2 separate regions of the Capsicum annuum genome follow, and region 1 is linked to region 2. A link is a contact called in public Hi-C data. All regions are on one chromosome and are shown on one strand. Each heading gives the region's core, a stretch centred on a gene start, on an enhancer-like site or on the middle of the called end of the contact. The rest is flanking DNA. Distances are from core to core; before and after follow the strand shown.

The links. A called contact is a pair of places that touch in the nucleus more often than the background predicts.
Region 1: a Hi-C map of leaf shows a contact between it and region 2, with 4 times the contacts expected there. The contact joins two enhancer-like sites. A contact is called at or near these places in 5 of 5 Hi-C or Micro-C datasets (bud, leaf, pericarp and 1 more).

What each region holds. Positions count from the first base shown.
Region 1 is chr4:220,364,009-220,368,103 of UCD10Xv1.1, reverse strand. It overlaps the pseudogene LOC107867249. Among protein-coding and RNA genes, the nearest start is that of LOC107867248, 11 kb to the left of the region's middle. Within about 2 kb of position 2,308, at least 3 of the 5 cell types and tissues checked have an H3K27ac peak or open chromatin away from gene starts, as enhancers often do. A contact at or near this core is called in bud and leaf, where this site is marked.
Region 2 is chr4:220,313,406-220,317,893 of UCD10Xv1.1, reverse strand. It overlaps LOC107867251, which reads right to left. Exons shown (of 6, transcript XM_047411120.1): 6 at 1,328-1,980. The coding sequence ends at 1,818. It also overlaps the pseudogene LOC124898363. Among protein-coding and RNA genes, the nearest start is that of LOC107869467, 13 kb to the left of the region's middle. Within about 2 kb of position 1,718, at least 3 of the 5 cell types and tissues checked have an H3K27ac peak or open chromatin away from gene starts, as enhancers often do. A contact at or near this core is called in bud and leaf, where this site is marked.

The DNA of each region.
Region 1 (4,095 bases), core at 1,059-3,558, 50 kb before region 2:
CACTGATTGATTATTATTGCTCATGCCAGCTACCTCCTCAAGTAGCCCAGCTCACAAATTTAAGACATTAGGTAGCTCGGTATGAAGTTCCCTTGCAAGTTGACAAACTCACAAATCTAAGAACTCTTAAATATATTCGCTGTGATCAGTGGAAAGATACTGATTCTGGTTTAGTCAACCTTCAAGAATTGGGCATGGAAAAAATTAGGAAATCTTACTCCCTAAAATCCATTGGCAGCCTGAAAAACCTCACTACCTTGTTTCTAGTTTGTCAACATGGTGAAACTTTTCCTCCACTGGAACCTCTTTCTTCTTGTGAAAACCTTCACAGGCTATGGTTATCAGGGGGAATAGAAGAACTAGCAGATTTAAACAAGCTGCCGAAATCCATCACTGTGTTAGTCCTACAGTCTGCAGGACTTGTGGAAGATCCAATGCCAATTCTGGGAAAGTTTCCAAATGTAAAGCATCTCAAGTTATCATGGGCTTACAAGGGAAAGAAAATTACTTCCAAGGGCAACAGTTTTGGTCAACTGGAGACCCTTCAACTTGATAATCTGGAAAATCTAGCAAGCTGGCATCTAGCCACAACTGCTATGCCTCTGATAAAAGGTTTGAATATATTAAAGTGCCCGAAGCTGAAGAAAATTCCCGAGCGAATGGAACATGTTGCGGTACTTGAGAGTTTTCAACGGCAAAGGGACTATATTGTTGGTTGCCAAACCAGTAACTGATTTGCTGCATGTCTGAAGCTTTTGAGGTAGGTAAATTCTCATCCTTAGTTTACCATTCGTTCTTTACTTTACTTTTATTCTATTCCACTCAATATTAACTTAATGCTTCATCTGTCCTACTTATTGCCTCATTTCTTTATAATCTTGCTATTTTTGCTGTCATGTTATTCTTGCAATCCTGCTTCAAAAACATCTATTTTGAACCAAGGGTCTACCAGAAACAACCCCTCTACCCCATATAGATAGAGGTAATGTCTGCATACATCCTATCCTCCTCAGTAACCACTGGTGGAATTACAGTGCGTATGTTATTGTTGTATAACTGAATACTAAGTTAAGATTTACTTAACTGATTCAAAGCTTGTTGTCATTTGTGAACTTAGTGAAGCTGCTTCACTGTATTAGACATGGTTGTCAACTCACAGGCAAGTGTATTGGAGTTTTGGATATGTATCCATCTATAACTACACATTTTCTAGAATAGGTGCTTACTATTTAGTGTAAAAGCTCTTCATGATCAAATGTTTCTGAATTGGTATCCCATGGAGTAAGGTTTATACTTGATAAACATTGTTTTGTTATTCAAGAGATCCAGAATAGACTATATCATTTGTGTGTGGTATTTTTTCCCTTTAATCATGTGACGAGGAGGATTAAGAAAACAAATCTATGTTGATGTATAGCTTTTTCACATGCCATGTTGAGAAAATCATTTTGATATCATCCCTCTTTTATGACATCCTTTATGGATGTATTCTTACCAATTAGACTTTTATTATTTAGGGTGCTGGGAGATATGTCCTGAGAAACTAGAAGTGCATCAAATATGGCATGGTCTCTGGGACTATGAACGTGATCATGCAGTTTTATTTATATTTGCACTAAAAATGAAGTCTTTTCTCTTTCTCAAATTGATTTCCTGAATGTACTAATGTTCTTGCAGTATCTACCAACATATATCTTATGTCAGTCTCTTAACAGTTCCTGTTGTATGGTTTTATGCAACATCTTGACCTGGAGTGTCTCATACAAGAATGCAATTGATGCATCTTGACACACTGATAGCTTTGGACTCAGTGTTGTATGACAATTCTCTTGACCACCAAACTTTTCCAAGAAATTTCTTTTCACAAGTACAATATATAGAATAAAATTCGAAGAGATATTTTACTGGACGAAACATGTTCTTTCACTTATTTTCGCATCACTTAGGTGCAAATCCTATTTCCTTGATTATATTCTTGAAACATATAAGGGATGGGTTTGGGCCGTGGTAGCAGCCACTTAGGGTAGGCTGTCCACATCTTCCCGGACCCTGCTAATGCAGGATGCTTTGTGCTCCAGGCTGCCCTTATATGCTTGAAGCCTGATTTGGTTTGAAGAAAGTTTGGTGTGTAGAACTAGTGAACACTAAATTGAACAAGTTTGGTCGAAACTTGCCTTTACTGTTATCAAGACCTATATCACCCTGGAAATTTTCATCATCCCTATAGTAAAGGTCTCTCATGTTGCAATTCCCCATGCTTTATGCAGGATAGACATACCATATCCACGAATGTGGGGTTCCCACATACAAAGGGTGATCGCTTCTTTTGTTGCTTCTGTGGAGGTCTGTGCTCTGATCCCTTACTTATTTGTTGGCTATTGATATGCAACACAGTCCTCAGTTAAAATGTAATTAGCCTTCTGTGTAACTGGATTTTCCTGTTTTGTTGGAGGCCTAACTTCTGATTTGTGGAATTAGGTGCTCTGTTAAGTGTAATAGTTTTGGTTGTTAATGGTATTCACAATGGTTTAAAAAAAAAAAAAAAAAAAGGAAGAAAAACACAATCCCCGTATCTGATGTTGCTAAAAATGTAGGCTACAAGAAATATGTTGTGAACTGTTTTTCGTTTTCATACTCGGGTCTTCCATTTCATAGCGAAATCTAGTCTTGAATTCAGTTTGAATCCTTTTGTTGTGCAGTCAACTGGTGTATTTCTTGCATCAGCAAGATACGGAAGTGGCAGTGCTATACCAGTGACACCGTCTTTCATTAGCCGAGGTGTTGCCTTGCCTGGCTGGTGAGGTCAAATGTGCTCTTCCTCCTGAACTTTTAACTCTTGTCAGGGGATAGGGACTTTGCTAAATGCTCTTTTTGGTGGTGTCACTAGTTGCACTGCTACAACATAACCGTATCTGATCTCTATAATTCTCTTTCAATCTAAATTTAGGCACAAATAGCTACAAATACACTCGTCCGTGCTTGATTTTCATATGATGTACCATCAACTAAATATGTTTGACATAGAACTGAACCGCTAAGCTAAAACTTAACAGGGAGAATGCTCGTCTCTGGGGTCTGGGCAATGACAAGAGTGTGAAGCCGAAGAGTCGTGCAAATATTGCTGCTGCTTGTATGATTATCTTCTCCATCTTAGAAATGTTAGTGCTAATCCATTGATTCATGGACAAGAACCTATTAGATATGCATTGTTCTTCTTGAACTGCAGTTCAATGACAAAATGCCTGTCATCTTCATGTCACACGCCACGATAGCTGCTGTCGTTGCTAGATTTCTGGATCGGACTCTTCCATTTAGTAGCGATGAAGCTCGAAAATACAATGGTGTCACATTGGTGGGACAAGTTTGTGGTATATACTAAAGATGTTAGAAGTGATGAGTTCTATAAATTACCATGCCAACTCAATAGGTTCTTCTCACCTTATTAGAACAAAACTAGTATTCATTATAAAAAATTGATATAACAAATTTTATATATATATACTAATTAATTAATTATCAACCATCAAATTGTTTAATTATCGTTGAGTCTTCAAACTCAAATATTTATCTGTATTGAAATATGTAATTAATGTTTAACTAAAAACACCATGTAGAGAGAATTGCTACGTTCATAGATAACTTAACCTTTAAATCATGTTCACCATCTAAACTTCTTGTAGTATGGATACCAATATGTAATATTATACAAATTTTTAAGACATATATATTTACATAAAATACGTAATTTTACGAAAAAAACACATATTCACATTCCACAATTATTTAATGAAAATTCGCCCCTCCCTTGTTACCGTGAAATACATGATAAAGCTTAATCAATGCAGTTCAATGTGCACTATAGAATAGGATATGATTTATCCATAATATATGTGCAACAAAACCTAAGTACATTATAGTCGAACCATTCAATACTCAGGAATATATATATAAAATGCTTGCATCCATGTACGTTGATCACGATCACATCCGATTTCATCATTAACACTTGCCAGGTGCTGTTTTCATCTGTCTACTGGCCAATATTTGTCATTTCAAAAACCACAATATTAATGAGAAGTTTAGGAGCACCTATAG
Region 2 (4,488 bases), core at 469-2,968:
CGAAGTTCTGGATAATACTTTTTTGATGTTACAATCAAAATATATAAATTTGTATTATAATAAAAAAATTCCAACGATTGTGATAAAAAGTTGGATAAGATTGGGTTTCACTCGAAATTTGATTTCTAATTTTTGAAAGAAGAAGAAGAAATGTGTAAATCTGTATTTGAATAAAAAAAATTCTAACGATAAAGATTAAAAAAATTAAGGGTGAATGAAGGAAAAAAACATTTTTGGAGAAGAAGAAGCAATTTTTGGAGAAATGAATATTTTTGGCAGAAACATAGAGTGATTGACATCCTTTTAGTAACTGACATCTATTTTAAAGGATATATTTTTTTAACAAAAATAAAAACATATTTTTGAAGAATTTTATTTGTTTTAAAAGTCTTATTAATTTTTTTTAATTTAAAAGTTGTTACCAAGTGCAATCTAAGAAATATTGTTATGACTTGCAATATACAATCGATGTATATTTTGATTTTTTTTCCCTTTGGCTAATATTACTTTGAACATAAACCTGTCTATCTACACTGTTCAAATAAATAAGACTAATAAATAAATACTTCATTGCTAACTTTAAACTTCAATTCAAGGTATTTTGATTTATATAAAGACAAATTGATCCCTTGACAGAAAAAACTGACTATTCGCCCTTAAATTTGAAATGAAAGACCTTGGATAAGCTGATTTGATTTTAGCGATAAAAATCAAAAGAACTGTTAATGGATTCTCTGTGTTATATTGAAAAGATGGCATGAAAACACACACATCTTTTATCATCAAAGCAATAAATTTAACGTATGAAAAGAAATTAAATGAATGAATTGAACTTAAATTGTAATTTCTTCATTCGAACAAAAAATTTTATACACAATCCGAGCAAATGATCTGGAGATCTCTACATGAATACGAAAAATACCTATTACATACTTATAGGATCACCAATTTCAGATAGAACACCCACACGGTTAAAAAATCAAATACACACACATTCGTTTCGATTTTCGTCTCTGATAAGTTTGGTGGCATACACTTGCAATTGACTTTATAGAGTTCCAAGTATCAAATTTATTAGTATTTTTTTAAAAAGAACAAACTTTACAGAGTCAATACGAATTGGTGAGGGAGGAACACTAGCAACGGTATAATTAAAAAGTAAGGGTGCACAAGAACCGAGGAAAAAAGTCAGACTAATGCTTCGGTTTGATACTAGATTTTAAAAAAAAAAAAAAAAAAAAAATTCTAAACCCAACAGATTTAATTTGATTTTAACTTAAAAAAAAAAGAGTCAAAATTGAGCCAAACCAACCAGACATGTATACCATTTTTGAAAACAACTTATGTAGCAGACTAGTACTTCAGTCACCTTTGATAATTAGTGAGTGATGTTTCAATCATGGAGGAGCTATACAACATGGGTCACCAGTTCTGGATCGAGAAACCAAACAGCATAAATACATGTCTCTGTCTTTAACCCCTTTTCCATCAGGAAAAGAAACACAATGTCCATTCTCAAATCCACACAATCTCGTAAAAATAAAATTAAATAAAGAAACAAATTGATAAATCTAAAATTTCAAGTGCCAATGAATGAGTAGCCAGCCACGTGCTTCCGATGCAATTAATTTTCTGACTATGCTTCCTGTATGCTCTTGAACTATCGGTCAGTTGGACACAACTATAGGTCATGATGCTCAAACTAAGTTATGTAACACTGGGGACACAGGTACTTTTATAAGCTTCAACCCAGCCTCTGCGCTATTGCTTCTCATCTGTTTCAGCCTGGAGAGTTTGTATACTGCCGCTACTATTGCTTACTGAATCAGAGGATGCTGCTGTAAATGATTTGATAGATGATCGAAGTGATTCTGTTCCCTCTGCATCAATTCTCTTGCACAATGTGCATCACAGTTACTGATTACTTCCGTCAACCTCCCTTTTAACACCCCAAGTTCAACCTGCAAATTAAACCATGTACTGCGTGCAATTCAAACATTTGAGTTAAACAACAGTATTTGCTTTGCTAGATTTTCAATAACGGAATCAGATATCATATGGACAAACGTTTTAACTTTATTCTAAAGCTCCACAGTATAAGAATCCTAGTGATTCCCTGGAGCATTTCTTTTCTTTTCTTTTCTGGTTCCAGAAATTGGCATTAATAATACCTTCTGATAGATGCTGTGAGGTTGTTTTCATTGCCAACAACAACAACAACAACAAACCCAGTATATTTCCACCTAGTGGGATCTGGGGAGGGTAGAATGTACGCAGTCCATACCACTACCTCTAAAGAAGTAGAGAGGCTGTTTCCGATAGACCCCCGGCTCAAGACACAGGACAATATACAAAAATATTCAAAGCATGAAATATGATAAAACTAACATAGATACAACATCCACAAAAGTAATGTACAATACCAAACAAAAGACGCCAAAACCCTCCTAACTACGGACTACGATTCATCCACCCACCTTATCCGTCTATCCTAGTGTTTTTCCTCCAAACCTTCCTATCCAGGGGTCATGTCCTCAGTGAGACGTAACTGCTCCATGTCACGTCTAATCACTTCTCTCCAGTATTTCTTCGGTCTACCCCTACCCCGCTTGAAACCATCTAACGCTAGTCTCTCACACCTACGAACTGAGGCATCCGTGCCCCTCCTCATCACATGACCAAACCATCTCAAACCTCACTTCCCGCATTTTTTCCTCCACCGATACCACATTCAAAAGGATATTCCCGAAATGGAGTAATCGAAACGTTGAAGAAGCTTAACAGCCAGTGCATCTGCAACTTCAATTTTGTTTTCTATTTCTTCCTGCAACAATTATCCAAGAAATCTACTTAGAAAATATCTGTCCTATTCTTTTCACATGAAGAAGAACCATAAAAACAGCAAAAGCTTGTAAACATGATGAAGAGCTTCAACATGCAAACGTAGGTTGGCTAACACCTTGAACATAGGAGTTCATGTAGTGAAGAGAGCTTCAAAATCCTAGCACTGAAACAACCACCACCAAACTGACTAAAACATTAAATCCTCGTCATATGAAGCACTTTATAAATGGTATACGAATACAACCAGCTGATTACACAAGCCATACTACGGGAGATGACAAGACAATTCTCGACCCAAGTACAATGGAACAAATAATGATTATAGCTACAATCGAACACAAGAATGAACATTGTATTATTTTTCCCCACCTTTTGAAACCTCAGTGTGATGATGATTGATGTGCAGTTGTTGATTCAAAAGGATATTGTCTATCACCTACCTAGAGGGCATTTAATCTTAGCAACCAACTCGGGAAATATATGCCTGAAAAGTTGGGGAATATCTAGTAATCAGATGGAAATTTTTTTGAGGCAGCTGCTCTTTTAGACGTATTGGAATCAAGGTTTGAGAACTCAAATCGATCTAATCAACCACTTCTGCATTGTAAACATAATAAGGATCAACTAAGTACTTGACGACTTTGGGCATGCATGCAGCTTTTTTGGTGAACATGTTGCCTATATTTTACTTCCTTATGGGAGGGCTTGGGGTGATAATCCACCTCATTGACGGTCTCGGCTAACAACAACCACCTTATTGGAGGGCTTGGGGTGATAATCCACCTCATTGACGGTCTCGGCTAACAACAACAACATACCCAGTATATTTCCACCAAGTGGGGTCTGGGGAGGGTAAGTGTACGCAGTCCACACCACTACCTCAGATGTGAGATAGAGAGGCTGTTTCCGATAGACCCCCGGCTCAAAATAAACAATCTAGATAAGGAATAGTAAAAGGACAAGAGATTTGAAATCGGTCAGACAGGGCACCATGACCCCAAAGGCCATGGGGACTGTTAATCACGCTCTGGTCTAATGGCCACGAGTCATCCACCAGACTTAGATTCCCGTCTCCTTAGAATTCAAGGATATACGAGCCTATAGAACAGATCCTGTTCAAGTAAGGTCGTTCTCGGCTAACAGCATTCATCAGAAATATTACTTGCAAGAATTCCATACAAAGTTCAGACCACGGCTTTGACTCAAAAGGATACTCATAATAGCCACCCCCCACCCGTGTATGTGCGTTAATAAGAAATGACTCACAAGTGATTGGGTTTTGAGACTGGTAGATGCATTAACAATAGAATCTGTTGTGTAAATACATAGAGTCTAACTCAAACTGATACAAAGGTACATTTCAGCTCGTAGATCAACGTTTCTTATGGATGGAATCACTGCCACAATGGAAAATGACTACTGAAGCATTAAGTGGCCAGAAGCACATGATAATGACAGAGCAAACCTGTCTTTTACAGATCTTCTGGGCCTTCTCCTCTTGCCACTTGTGATATACAGAGAAGAGCTCCAGTGGAACTTTTGGATCTACGCAGCCCACAACAACAAAGAAAGGAATATCAATATATCACCAGACAGATAAGAGAAAATCCTACTTATTCCTGACGATAATTGCTTATCAAAAAA